2 separate regions of the Salvelinus alpinus genome follow, and region 2 is linked to region 1. Evidence: chromatin contacts called from public Hi-C data. All regions are on one chromosome and are shown on one strand. Each heading gives the region's core, a stretch centred on a gene start, on an enhancer-like site or on the middle of the called end of the contact. The rest is flanking DNA. Distances are from core to core; before and after follow the strand shown. Region 1 holds the start of LOC139546094 (zinc finger protein 271-like). Region 2 holds the start of LOC139546370 (zinc finger protein 485-like).

Region 1 (7,103 bases), core at 2,659-5,158:
GTCAACAGTCAATTCGAATCAGCAAAATATATGAGAATGTCAGAACAGTTCCCACAGCAGTTACTATTACTCCGCTAACCTTGGCTTTAGTAGGGTGGTCGGCACTCTGATCTCCCCAGTCTGTCTATGGAGAGCGCTGCTCAAAGCGCTGAGTGCAATTTGTCAGCTTTGCCGTATTAAACTTAATACGTATGACGAAAGCACAGTCTTTCTGCATTTTAAAAATAAATGGTAATACCGTTTTAAAAGTGCATATCATCCACAATACTCTATTTTTACGTTTTCTGTTCTTCATCTCCCTTTCAGAAAAAAAATTCACAATCAAGTATTTTGAAGACAACAAAAATCGATGCTCAAATTGAAAGCGATTGATCAGCTTTGAATCAATTTGTTTTGTTTGAGAGAGAATGTGAGTGGGAATGGGAGGTGCATCTTGTGTTGATAGCAAGCCCCAAAGCTGATGGAGAGGAGAGGTGTGTGTGAGTGGATAAGTGGCTCACATCATGACTCTGATAGGGAGTGCTTTCCACAAACCTTTTAATCAGCTGAACACATTCATGCTAAGTTTTTTTCACAGATGTTTTACCAGACAGGGGCACGCAAAACAAGATACCTTACCTTCCTCGGCAACAAACTGGCAGGACGGAAGAGAGCGACTATGGCTCCCAATCCATGTGCAACACACTGGAACTCATGGTTCTCATCAAAGCCTCTACAATGGGTCCATGCTGTGTACCACTCAGAGCAGTATGGCCTCTACAATGGGTCCATGCTGTGTACCACTCAGAGCAGTATGGCCTCTACAATGGGTCCATGCTGTGTACCACTCAGAGCAGTATGGCCTCTACAATGGGTCCATGCTGTGTACCACTCAGAGCAGTATGGCCTCTACAATGGGTCCATGCTGTGTACCACTCAGAGCAGTATGGCCTCTACAATGGGTCCATGCTGTGTTGTCATGTGTTGCTGCCATGCTGTGTTGTCATGTGTTGCTGCCATGCTGTGTTGTCATGTGTTGCAGCCATGCTGTGTTGTCATGTGTTGCTGCATTGCTGTGTTGTCATGTGTTGCTGCCATGCTGTGTTGTCATGTGTTGCTGCCATGCTGTGTTGTTGTGTCAGGGATTGTGTGCAGAGAGGTAGCGGAGTCAAGCGCAGGACACAGGTGTTGAGCAAAACAACGGCGTTTACTCAAAATACAAGCAAAAATTTCTCATAGGGAATATAACAAACCCACATGCACCAACAACAACCACTAACAAAACAAACAATCACAGACAGAACAGAAATGTATGCCAGAGGGTTAAATAGGGAACATGATAAGGGAATTGAAACCAGGTGTGTGTAATACAGACAAAACAAAACGAAACTGAAAAATGGATCGGTGGTGACTAAAAAGCCGGTGACGTCGACCGCCGAACACCACCCGAACAAGGAGAAGGGCCGACTTCGGCGGAAGTCGTGACATGTTGTCTTAGATCTCTCTTTGTGTAGTGTTGTCTCTATTGTCATGATGTGTGTTTTGTCCTATAATTTAATTTATTTTTATTTTTAATCACAGCCCCCGTCCCCGCAGGAGGCCTTTTGCCTTTTGGTAGGCCGTCATTGTAAATAAGAATTCGTTCTAAACTGACTTGCCCCGTTAAATAAAGGTTAAATAAATAGAGATGGAAATACAGGTATGATTTAAATCTACATGCATTCTACAATTGCTTAAGTCATTGTCATATCATTGTAATTATGCCGTGATGTCATTTTATATTTCCTATGTTCCTCTTTTTTTATTCCGTGTCATTCACAGGTGTGAGGCCAAAGTGCACCGCAGTCTGTAGAGAAACTCCACGAGCTGCTACAAGACCACGAGATGCTACAAGACCACGAGCTGCTACAAGACCACGAGATGCTACAAGACCACGAGATGCTACAAGACCACGAGCTGCTACAAGACCACGAGCTGGTTCAGTTGCTGCAGATTCAGCTGAACATCATGTCAGACAAGTGCAAAGTCATCCTGCAGCTTCTCCACATCTTCCAGAGCAGACGCCCCGTGATGACAAAGATCTTTCACTATTTAGAGGACTTGCAGATGAATATTGCAGCAAACAAATAACTACAGAATGAGGCTTGTTTACACTACTTTAACCCAGTTGACGACTTTGAACTTTGCTGTGAAAACAAAATATGTTGAGCACTGTTGAAGAGGCATACAGCAATGCAGAGGGGAAAAACGTACAAAGTACATGTGAGATGGACAGCCTGCCATGGAGGTCCTCCAAGAAGTTAGGGTGTTTGATCAACGTCACATTGTGTTTATGGTTGACAGAGTGTCCAGCTACAAGGCTCTTCCAGGCTTCAGTAAGGTACCACGAGATGAACTAGATGCCTTCTTGACCAATGTAGGACCAGCAGCACTGAGAGCCACAGTGAGATGTGGTTGTCGATTTGGATATCTTCTGGGATGGTCTTCAAGAGAGACTTCCTGTGCTGAGCACCCTGGCCAAACGCTACAAACATGCAGTCTCAAACTCGGCTGATGCTGAGCGAAGCAACAGTGTCTACAAACTTGTGTTGTCAAGCCGTAGGCGATCAACCTCTAACAACAACCTACGAGCCTTGGTCTTCATGTACCACAACCAACGACTCCGCAGTGGAGCAATTGATATGGAGGAGGATCAATCAATCAATCAAATGTATTTAAAGAGCCCTTCTTACATCAGCTGATACCACAAAGTGCTGTACAGAATCCCAGCCTAAAACCCCAGACAGCAAGCACGGTGGCTAGGAAAAACTCCCTAGAAAGGCCAGAACCTAGGAAGAAATGTAGAGAGGAACCAGGCTATGAGGGGTGGCCAGTCCTCTTCTGGCTGTGCCGGGTGGAGATTATAACAGAACATGGCCAAGATGTTCAAATTTTCATAGATGACCAGCAGGGTCAAATAATAATATGATTACATTGAGATATAGGCCTAGATGAGCCTGGCCCTTGGTCACCCCCCACCTCTGGTTATGTTCAGGAAAAAGAGCTGTGTTTGTTTTCAAAAAAGCACTTTGTATCTAATTGTTTTCATGGAAGATGAACTTGAGATATAATATAAATGCAGATTGGACCCCAGGTGTTTCTTTTGTCCTTGTTTAATATGTTTTAGTACCTACAGATTATGGGGGCATTTTGTTATGTTGGAACTCTGAGCTTCCACCCCTTTTTTTGTTCAGAAAAAGAGCTGTTTGTTCAGGAAAATTTGAGCACTTTCAATGTTTCTAATTGTTTTTGTATGATGTATTCTGCTTAAAATCTTCCTAAAACTGATCACATATGACTTTTTATTGCTTTATATGAAATTAACGTGAGAAAAAAAACATTGCAAAATGTTTCTCAGAATTTCTGAAAAGCTTCCACAAAATCAAACATTATTAATGTCAGTATAGTCACTTTAAATAATGCCACTTTAATGTTTACATATCTTACATTGCTCATCTCATATATGTATATACTGTATTTTATACAATCTATTGCATCTTGCCTATGCCTCTCGGTCATCGCTCATCCATATATTTATATGTACATATTCTTATTCCATCCCTTTAGATTTGTGTGTATTGGGTAGTTGTTGTGGAAGTGTTAGATTACTTGTTAGATATTACTGCACTGTCGGAACTAGAAGCGCAAGCCTTTCGCTACACTCGCATTAACATCTGCTAACCATGTGTGACCCATACAATGGATTTGATAGTAACATGATGATAAAGGATAACAGATGCTGTATACTGTTGTAATAATATAACATCACACTGCTGATAGAAATGTAATGATAGCTGTCTTGTTTTGGTTGAGAAATCTATTTTCGTTTGTTTAGCCTGACTTCTTTCCATCACAGGCCAGTAAAACATGCACAATGACTACGCTGATACGACGCTCACGAACATTTCCTGCGGTATCTCATAATCCAAACTCACTCGGAAAGTGGATACGTTTTTCCCGCTTCCTCTACGAGACCTCACCATTTCCTAAAGTTATTTTCAGCCAAACAATTAGCTACAGGAAATCAGTTCCAGGTAACCTATTGCTAATTATTATTATTTGTTTTAATGATGCTTGTAGCACGGTCTGTAAACCAACGCATTCAATGATGAAACGGAAGTTATTGCCGCGGCCTGTCTTTGTTGTTATCCCAGCTAGTTAGCCGTTAGCTAGCTAGCAACACATCTCCCGTCCAACCCGTTTGTGTAGCTAGCTAGCTAACAGGCTAACTTTATTTCAGGGTCACGGTTGAAGTGTAACTTTTATTTCATAGTTAGCCAGCTGTCGTGTCATCGTGCGTAAAATGACTGTTGCGAGGAATTAGCTAACCGGCTGCTCCTTGTTTAGCCACAGGCCTTTTGGTAGGCCGTCATTGCAAATAAGAATCAGTTTGTTGTTAACTGATTTGCCTAGTTAAATAAATAAAACAGATGTTTGGTTTAGCTATTTAGGTAACCAGCTAGTCAAATTAGCAGTACTAACCGTTGCTAAACTAACGTTTACAGGTGTTGTGCCGAAAATCACCCCCCTGCCAGAATTCAGCCCCCCCTAATGCGTGAACGCGCACGCACGCAATTCTACATTTTCTTGCCTGCCGAAAAGAAAATAGCCTTGCCGAACCCCCCCCCTTCTAATTTCCTTAATTTTGTGTCTAGAGTCAAATACTTCCTGTGGCACACACTACTGGTCAACATGAGCTACCAAAATACTTTATATAGAATAAACTTCGCGTCAGGATATGCAACCGAAATTAATAATTAATGTATGTGTGTTATATTAAACATAGAGTAAACGTGATCAGAAATCTCAACAAGGAAGCAAATCGCAGCAATGAAGAATTGAGTGCGTCCGCGTTCACGCGAAGGGGGGGATTCTGGCAGGGGGGAGATTTCCGGCACAACACCAGCTACCAGTTTATGCAAACGTCGAATCCCAATGCTTCGAACACACCTACAGTGATTTTGCGCAAAATGGTGTGCAGCAACAGTTCAGCCTTCAGCTACCATTTCTGCCAAGCCGTCCAGGCATACACTTTTATGTATACGTTCGATCAATTCAACGAATGCACTGCCTATGCAAAGCAATTCTGTAAAGCAAGCAGTATCCCATTGGAAATGAATGAATGTACTTCTGGTTGTACCAAAATACAATGATACTGTCGGTGTGATCAAGACGTAACACTTTTTCAAGCAAATTAAGAAGGAATATCGACATAACTTGTAGCGACATAAGAAGCAAAATTCCATAAAAATAATAAAATACAGTTGTGAAACAGGCAAGAATAAGGAAGTACTTCCGGGTCAAGGATGTTTTGGAATCCTTCAGAATAAGAGTCCCGTCATGGATATATGGATATACTGACAAGATGCATGTCTCTCCGCCCTAATAATGGGAGTAGTTGTCCACGCACGGTTGGCTGTCTAGCTCCCCCCTATCCTTTCTTTGAATTGGTCGATACATCTCATTATTGTAATCCTTTTTTGAATATTTGATGAGGGTTGTTGACGCCAACCGCCTGTATTCAATGGAGCGAGATGGATCAAATCAAATGTTATTGGTCACATGCACATGGTTAGCAAATGTTAATGCAAGTGTAGCGAAATGCTTGTGCTTGCAGTTCCGACAGTGCAGTAATATCTAACAAGTAATCTAACAATTAATCCATAACAACTACCCAATACACACACATCTAAAATCTAAGTAAAGGAATGGAATAAGAATACATATGTTCAAATTAGTCCTTGTGCTCCATGGAGTTGTATGGTTTGTTTAACTTTATTCATTGGTTTTTCATACATTTTAAAGTGACAACTCTGTGTCTACATCACTCTGTTACCTTGCAATTGCCCCTAATTCTATCACAAGAACATGCTTGTGTTTCTTATAGCCTATAGGCGAATGTTTGAATAGGCTCCTGAGGATGGGGTGGTAATTTCAATCACTGAGTGTATCATATATTAGTAATGAATTTGAACTGAATGTTTGTACTCAACAGCCAGTGTTTTTCTTCACTTATGGCCTAATCTGACTGGCTGTTGTCGTCAATCCTATATTTATTTTATGGAAAAAGGTTTCCTGCTGGACGGGATGTGTGGTCAGCTAGCTTAGATACATTTTTGTTGTCTTTTCCAGAGCTATACCACGACATAGGTTTGTGAAAATCACCTTGAACTGGTTGGGTCTCCTCTTTTAGATCTATCCAGCCTACCATGTCTGAACCAGGTTCTGGTTGTGGTGTTCCAGCCCAGAGAAGCTCACAGCTGGGTCCAGAGTTGCTGTCAGTGAAGCTGGGGCACTGCAGTCAAACAGTGGAACTCAATGTGATTGTCAAAGAGGAGGAGGAGGAGAGAGAAATCAATGAGGGGGAGGAGGAAGAGCGAGAGGAGGACAGGGACTCTGTTGACTCAGGTAAATTCAGGCTAAAATCCTCTTTGGTTCAGAGAGTTGAACAACCCAAAATAGCCATTGATTTTCTGATTCATTAAGAAATGTAAACTTAGATATGTTTTGGGTTGTTAAGTCAATTAAATGATGCCAATTTCAAGTTAATCTTTTAAAAAATATATATATTTCTGAATATTTAGGCAAGTTAGCTGGCTAACTCATTGATTCTGCTTTGTATTATACCCCTCAGGCTTCTGTATGTGTAAGAGGGAAGGCGAGTGTCCACTGACCATTTGGCAATGCATTGTAATTTCACAATGACATTATCTATGTGTGATGCTATGCAACAAGCCCCTTGCAAAGTATTTATCTCAATACTCTGTTAATCCAAATTAATGTTGAATCCTGCGTTGGTAAGCTTAAAGCCTTTGTTTCTTTGCCAGTTTCTGACCATATATATGTTCATATTCTTACAGGAGAGATCCCCAACCCAGACACCGTCAACAAGCCCAGTTCCACAGCATCAAGACTACCTGGGCATGGGAGTTACTCGTGTCCTCAATGTGAGAAGAGTTTCAGTTCCTCAACTATTCTAAAGAATCATCAAAGAGTACACACTGGAGAAAAACCTTTTCACTGCTCTGCATGTGGGAAGAGTTTCAGTGAGAAAGTAAACCTTAAGAGACACGAGAGAGTACATA
Region 2 (7,103 bases), core at 2,678-5,177, 160 kb before region 1:
GCTGTAATCGCTGCCAAAGGTGCTTCAACAAAGTACTGAGTAAAGGGTCTGAATACTTATGTAAATGTATTATTTTAAATAAATTTGCAAAAATTTCTAAAAACCTGTTTTTGCTTTGTCATTATGGGAGAGTGACATGTAGAGTGACGATGAAAAAAAAAATGATTTTATCCATTTTAGAATAAGACTAATGTAACAAAATGTGGAAGAATGAAAGGGGTCGGAATACTTTCCGAATGGTTTGTATATGAACGTAGCTGCCACTTCATTAAAGCCGTTAGATGCAGTTTATCATAGCGCACTGCTCTTTATTACGGGATTCCCTACCAGCAAGTTGGTTGGCCCTCTGTGACGTCATCACTGCATTCCCTACCAGCAAGTTGGTTGGCCCTCTGTGACGTCATCACTGCATTCTCTACCAGCAAGTTGGTTGGCCCTCTGTGACGTCATCACTGCATTCTCTACCAGAAAGTTGGTTGACCCTCTGTGATGTCATCACTGCATTCTCTACCAGCAAGTTGGTTGGCCCTCTGTCACGTAGGTAAATAAATTGCTGTTTTCATTTATAAAGCCCTTTTACAAAAAGTCTCACCGTACCTAACCTGTTTACCACACCCGGTCTCCGGGATGGTTAACTCTGGAAACTCCTTTGGTCTCTACTGAGTTAGTAGGTACATCAGCTTTTAGTTTTCTTGCACCTTACTTGTGGAACAATCTTCAAAATGTTGTTAAATTTGTTTTGATGCCGCTATGTGCAATTCAGAAAGCTGATTGAGGACCTTATAACTGATGAAAGAACAGGAAGAACAGTCTATGACCTGGGTGACTGGAGTCTCTGACAAGTTTATGGGCTTTCCTCTTACACCCCCTAGTATATAGGTCCTGGATTGCAGGAAGCTTGGCCCCAGTGATGTACTGGGCCATACGCACTACCCTCTGTAGCACCTTACGGTCAGATGCCGAGCAGTTGCCATACCAGGCGGCGATGCAACCAGTCAGGATGCTCTTGATGGTGCAGCTGTAGAACTTTTTGAGGATCTGGGCACCCATGCCAAATCTTTTCAGTTTCCTGAGGGGGGAAAAGGTTTGGTAGTGCCCTCTTCACGACTGTCTTGGTGTGTTTGGACACTGATAGTTCGTTGGTCATGTGGACGCCAAGGAATTTGAAACTCTCGACCCGCTCCACTACAGCCCCATTGATGTTAATGGGGGCCTGTTTAGCCCGCTTTTCCTGTAGTCCACAATCGGCTCCTTTGTCTTGCTCACATTGAGGGAGAGGTTGTTGTCTTGGCACCACACTGACGGTTCCCTGACCACCTCCCTATAGGCTGTCTCATCGTCGGTGATCAGGCATACCACTGTTGTTGTCAGCGAACTTAATGATGGTGTTGGAGTCGTGTTTGGCCACGCAGTCGTGGATGAACAGGGAGTACGGGAGGGAACTAATTACACACCCCATGAGGGGCCCCAGTGTTGAGGATCAGCATGGCAGACGTGTTGCCTGCCCTTATCACCTGGGGGCGGCCCATCAGGAAGTCCAGGATACAGTTGCAGAGGGAGGTGTTTAGTCCCAGGGTCCTTAGCTTAGTGATGAGCTTCGTGGGCACTATGGTGTTGAACGCTGAGCTGTAGTCAATGAACAGCATTCTCACATAGGTGTTCCTTTTCTCCAGGTGGGAAAAGGCAGTGTGGAGTGCGATTGAGATTGCGTTATCTGTGGATCTGTTGGGGCAGTATACAAATTGGAGTCGGTCTAGGGTTGTGGTCTCCAAACTTTTCATAGTCCCGTACCTCTTTAAACATTCAACCTCCAGCTGCGCAACCCCTCAAGCACCAGGGTCAGCTCACTCAAGTGTAGATCTTTGCCATCATTGTATGCCTGACACACACACTATACGATACATTTATTAACATAAGAATGAGTGTTTTTCACAACCAGGCTTGTGGGAAGTGACAAAGAGCTCTTATAGGCCCAGGGCACAAATAATCAATCATTTTGCTCTTTATTTAACCATCTTACATATAAAGCCTTATTTGTATAACTCACCACAGGTTAATGAGAAAGGTGTGCTTGAGGGGATGCACATAACTCTGCAATGTTGGGTTGTATTGGAGAGAGGCTCAGTCTTAAATCATTTTCCACACACAGTTTGTGCCTGTATTTAGTTCTCATGCTAGTGAGGGCCGAGAATCCACTCTCACATAGGTACGTGGTTGCAAAGGGCATCAGTGTCTTAACAGCGCGATTTGCCAAAGGCAGGATACTCTGAGCGGAGCCCAATCCAGAAATCTGGCAGTGCCTTCGGATTTAAATTCAATTTTCACAGAACAGTTTGTTGCAATTTCGATGAGGCTCTCTTGTTCAGATATCGGTAAGTGGACTGGAGGCAGGCAATGAATGGGATAACGAATCCAGTTGTTTGCGTCATCCGTTTTGGGAAAGTACCTGTGTAACAGTAAAGCTTTCATCCGTCCCCTCGCCCCTACCCGGGCTCGAACCAGGGACCCTCTGCACACAGACAACAGTCACCCACGAAGCATCGTTACCCATCGCGCCACAAAAGCGAACAACTACTTCAGGTCTCAGAGCGGGTGACGTCACCTATTGAAACGCTATTAGCGCGCACCACCGCTAACTAGCTAGCCATTTCACATCGGTTACACCTGCGTAATTGCACACCCATCTCACTCAGGTGCTTCGCTATATCACATTTGACATTGTCCGTAAGCTTGAGTTCATTTGCTCACAAAAAATCATACAATGATGGAAAGACCTGTGTGTTGTCCTTGTTAATGCAGACAGAGAAGAGCTCCAACTTCTTAATCATAGCTTCAATTTTGTCCCGCACATTGAATATAGTTGCGGAGAGTCCCTGTAATCCTAGATTCAGATCATTCAGGCGAGGAAAAAACATCTCCCAGATAGGCCAGTCATGTGAGAAACTCGTAATCATGCAAGCGGTCAGACAAGTGATTATGGTCAGTAAAAACTTTAAGCTCGTCTCTCTAAACGTGTCAACACTTTGCCCCTTGATAACCAGCTCACTTCTGTATGTTGTAAAAGCGTTACATGGTCGCTGCCCATATCATTGCATAGTGCAGAAAATACACGAGTCCAGGAGCCTTGCTTTAACTAAGTTAACCATTTTCACTGTAGTGTCCAAAACGTCTTTCAAGCAGTCAGGTATTCCCTTGGCAGCAAGAACCTCCCGGTGGATGCTGCAGTGTACCCAAGTGGCGTTGGGAGCAACTGCTTGCACACGCGTTACCACTCCACTATGTCTCCCTGTCATGGCTTTTGCACCATTAGTACAGATACCAACATCAGCAGCAGCTACGTTTGGCTACACACGGACCGTTAGTGGAGTTACCGTGAGAGAGCAGCGGTTAATGTGATTGGATGTTAATTATTTGACTAGGCTACCTGTATTTGACATTTTGTTATTTCACTGAACACTAGATGGTTTGATTTTATTTTTGGCAGTGAAACGAGGCTACTCAGGCGAGGGGGGGAAAAAACTAACCCAAATGTATAGCCCTGTTGGAAAATATTAATGGACTGTTTATTAATGTGAATCACATTTTTAATACCTGGTCTACGGTATCCGGAAGCATGCTGTTGTGAGCCATGACCAGCCTTTCAAAGCACTAAATGGCACTTCATGACTACTGTCTGTAACGCCTCTTCTTCGTTGAAAGTGTATTATGTTGGTAGATTGTCTTTATCGATGACAAGTCAGTATACTAACATTATGATAATAAAGGATAACAGATGCTATACACTGTTGTAATAATATAACATCACAATGCAGATAGAAATATCATGTAATGATAGCTGTCTTGTTTTGGTTGAAATATCTATTTTCGTTTGTTTTGCCTGACTTCTTTCCGTCAAAGGCCAGTAAAACATGCACAATGACTACGCTGATACGACACTCACGAACATTTCCTGCAGCATCTCATAATCCAGACCAAACTCACTCGGGAAAGTAGATACATTTTTTCGGTTTGCTCTACGAGACCTCACCATTTCCTCAAGTTCTTTTCAGCCAATCATTAGCTACAGAAAATCAGTTCCAGGTAACCTATTGTTAATTTCTAACTTTTTAAATTACGCTTGTAGCACGGTCTGTAAACCAACATATTCCATGATGAAACGGCAAGTGGTTGCGGAGGCCTGGCTTTGTTCTTATCCCAGCTAGCTAGCTAGCCGTTAGCCAGTTAGCTAGCTACACGATCTCTCGTTCGTGTAGCTAGCTAACTTTATTTCAGGGTCACGATTGAAGTGTGACTTTTATTTAATAGTTAGCCAGCTGTCGACTCATCGTGAGTAAAATGACTGTAGCGATGAATTGGCTAGCTAGCTAACCGGCTGCTCATTGTTTAGCCACAGATAGCCAAACCAAATAGTTGTATAACTAACCTTTCTAGGTAGCTAGCTAGCATAGTAGGACTAACCGTTGCTAAACTACCCGGCTACCGGTTTATGCAAACAGTTAATCCTTTGAACAAACCTATAGTGTATTTGCGCAAAATGGTACGCAGCATCATCTGGATATTTGTGCAACAAAAGTTCAACCTTCAGCTACTATTTCTGGCAAGCCGTCCACGTATGCACTTATGCATACGTTCGATAAATTCAACGTATGCACCACACAGAGTGCACCTCAACGCAAGGCAAACGCATTGTTCCGTTGGAAATTCATTATTGTACTTCTGGTGCACCAAAATGCAATGATGGTGGTGGCGTGATCAAGGTGTAACCATTTTTCCATAACGTTTTCAAAGCAAATTAAGAAGGAATGTCTACATAAGAATCCAAATTCGGGTTTCCATCAAAATAACCAAGATAAACCACAGCCTGTCGTTTCAAACTCTGTGAAATGCGCCGTGTGCAGTAACTCAATTGGACTTTGCACTCCTACATAAAAAAATAAGTCTACAACACTTAGTCAACTCTGTTCATAACAGATTCTAGTTTTGGGAACAGAACTGTATTGAGAGAAAATGTTTAACGATCGAGACAATTTACAGAATGTAGGTCAAAATCCATCTTCTCCCACTGCCCGCCAGTGGGCTTCCTCTCACTACCTAGTGAGTTGAACCACCAAGCAGATGCTTCATATTTATACCTCCAGGGAAATATCTGTCTCATTGTTCTTTCCGTGATACAGCTGTGACGCAGGCAAGAATAACTAAGTATTTCCAGGTCATGGATCTTCTTCTTCTATGGTATAATGGCATTCTCAACAATTGGATGTGCGTTCCGCCACCACCTGTGGGGGTGGATAATAAGGATCCGGGTATTTATTATATATATTTTTTATCAAAAAATACATTTGCTAAACAAAATCAACCTAGTTTCCTGTAAATTAAAAAAATAATAATAATAAAGAAGAAAAAAAATGCCCTAAACAGACTCAGAAGACTCCTGTGAGGACGGGACATTTCCTAGCGACAATAGTCCTTGCGGTGCTTCTGCCGTGAAGTCTTGGAGACCCAAAAACATATCTGCTGCAGATATGATGTCCAGCTTCTTGGACATCTTAGAGACTTGTGCTGTACAATTTAATCACTGTGGCTATAAATGCCACACAATACACCTTCTTCACAATGAGTGTATCCAGACAACTTGATTTGACTTAAAACACTAGCAACTGGTTGCAATGCCTCCCCCGCCATATCTTCAACACTGTTGCCTCTTTCGACTCTCTTCACCGCCTCCACATAGGAGATCAGCCATGATCCTTGACACCTCGACCTCCCTAACAGGACACTCAAGGAACTATGATCCCCACCACAGTTGCAACATTTTCCATTCACCGATTCTTCAATATCACACTTCTCCCATCTGCAAACATTTGACACATGTCGATATCCTTTACAATTCCCCCGACTGTAATGGTTTGGACATAAACGCTCTCACCGCATACCTCACATATCCAAGCTTCACATGTTCAGGTAGAGTCTCCTCACAGAACAATAATATCGATAGGCTTTTCTCCTTCCTTCTATTCACCATAGGGGGTCAGGTGACGTGCACTGACCACTAATGGGATGCCCTCAGTGGTGCAGCTGTATAACTTTTTGAGGATCTGAGGGGCCCATGCCAAATCTTTTCAGTCTCCTGAGGGGGAAAGGGCTTGTTTGTGCCCTCTTCACGACTGTGTTGGTGTGTTTGGACCATGATAGTTCCTTAGTGATGTGAACACAGAGGAACTTGAAGCTCTCGACCCGCTCCCCTACAGACCCGTCAATGTGAATGGGGGGCGTGCTCGGCCCTTCGTTTCCTGTAGTATACTGTCAGCGCCTTTAACTTGCTGACGTTGAGGGAGAGGTTGTTGTCCTGGCACCACGCTGTGTGTTGTCCTGGCACCACGCTGTGTGTTGTCCTGGCACCACGCTGGGTGTTGTCCTGGCACCACGCTGTGTGTTGTCCTGGCACCACGCTGTGTGTTGTCCTGGCACCACGCTGTGTGTTGTCGGCGAACTTAATGGTGACTCACCTAGCTGTATAGTGCCATAAGCAAACAAGAAAATGCTCATCCAGAGACGGCCCACCTAGTGGCCGGTGATCAGTTTGAACTCATTTCTATCAGCATGTCACCTGTGCAAAACTCTAAATCACCTTTACTACACACACAGAGACACATACAAAAGCTCTGACTCGCTCTCCGTTTGGCAAATCATCCTCCTGATTCCTGCTTACAAGCAAAAACTCAAACAGGAAGTACCAGTGACTCGCTGAATACAGAAGTGGTCCGATGAAGCAGATGATAAGCTACACGGCTGTTTTGCTAGCACAGACTGGAATATGTTCCGGGAATCATCTGATGGCATTGAGGAGTTTACCACATCAGTTACCGGCTTCATTAATAAGTGCATCGACGATGTTGTACCCACAGTGACTGTACGTACATATCCCAACCAGAAGCCATGGATTACAGGCAACATCTGCACTGAGCTAAAGGCTAGAGCTGCCGCTTTCAAGGAGCGGGACACTAATCTGTACGATTATAAGAAACCCCGCTATGCCCTCCGACAAACCATAAAACAGGCAAAGCGTTAATACAGGATCAAGTTTGAATCCTACTACACCGGGT

Evidence for each region. Hi-C and Micro-C count contacts between places; a contact is called where the count stands out from the background.
Region 2: a Hi-C map of muscle shows a contact between it and region 1, with 10 times the contacts expected there. The contact joins the promoter of LOC139546370 here to the promoter of LOC139546094 in region 1. A contact is called at or near these places in 3 of 3 Hi-C or Micro-C datasets (liver, muscle and red muscle).

Annotation. Positions count from the first base shown.
Region 1 is chr2:100,778,485-100,785,587 of SLU_Salpinus.1, reverse strand. LOC139546094 (zinc finger protein 271-like) reads left to right here and starts at 3,908. Exons shown (of 3, transcript XM_071354286.1): 1 at 3,908-4,052; 2 at 6,212-6,426; 3 at 6,879-7,103. The coding sequence starts at 6,228.
Region 2 is chr2:100,942,908-100,950,010 of SLU_Salpinus.1, reverse strand. LOC139546370 (zinc finger protein 485-like) reads left to right here and starts at 3,927. Exons shown (of 3, transcript XM_071354699.1): 1 at 3,927-4,080. LOC139545999 reads left to right here. Exons shown (of 3, transcript XM_071354266.1): 3 at 1-103. The coding sequence ends at 39.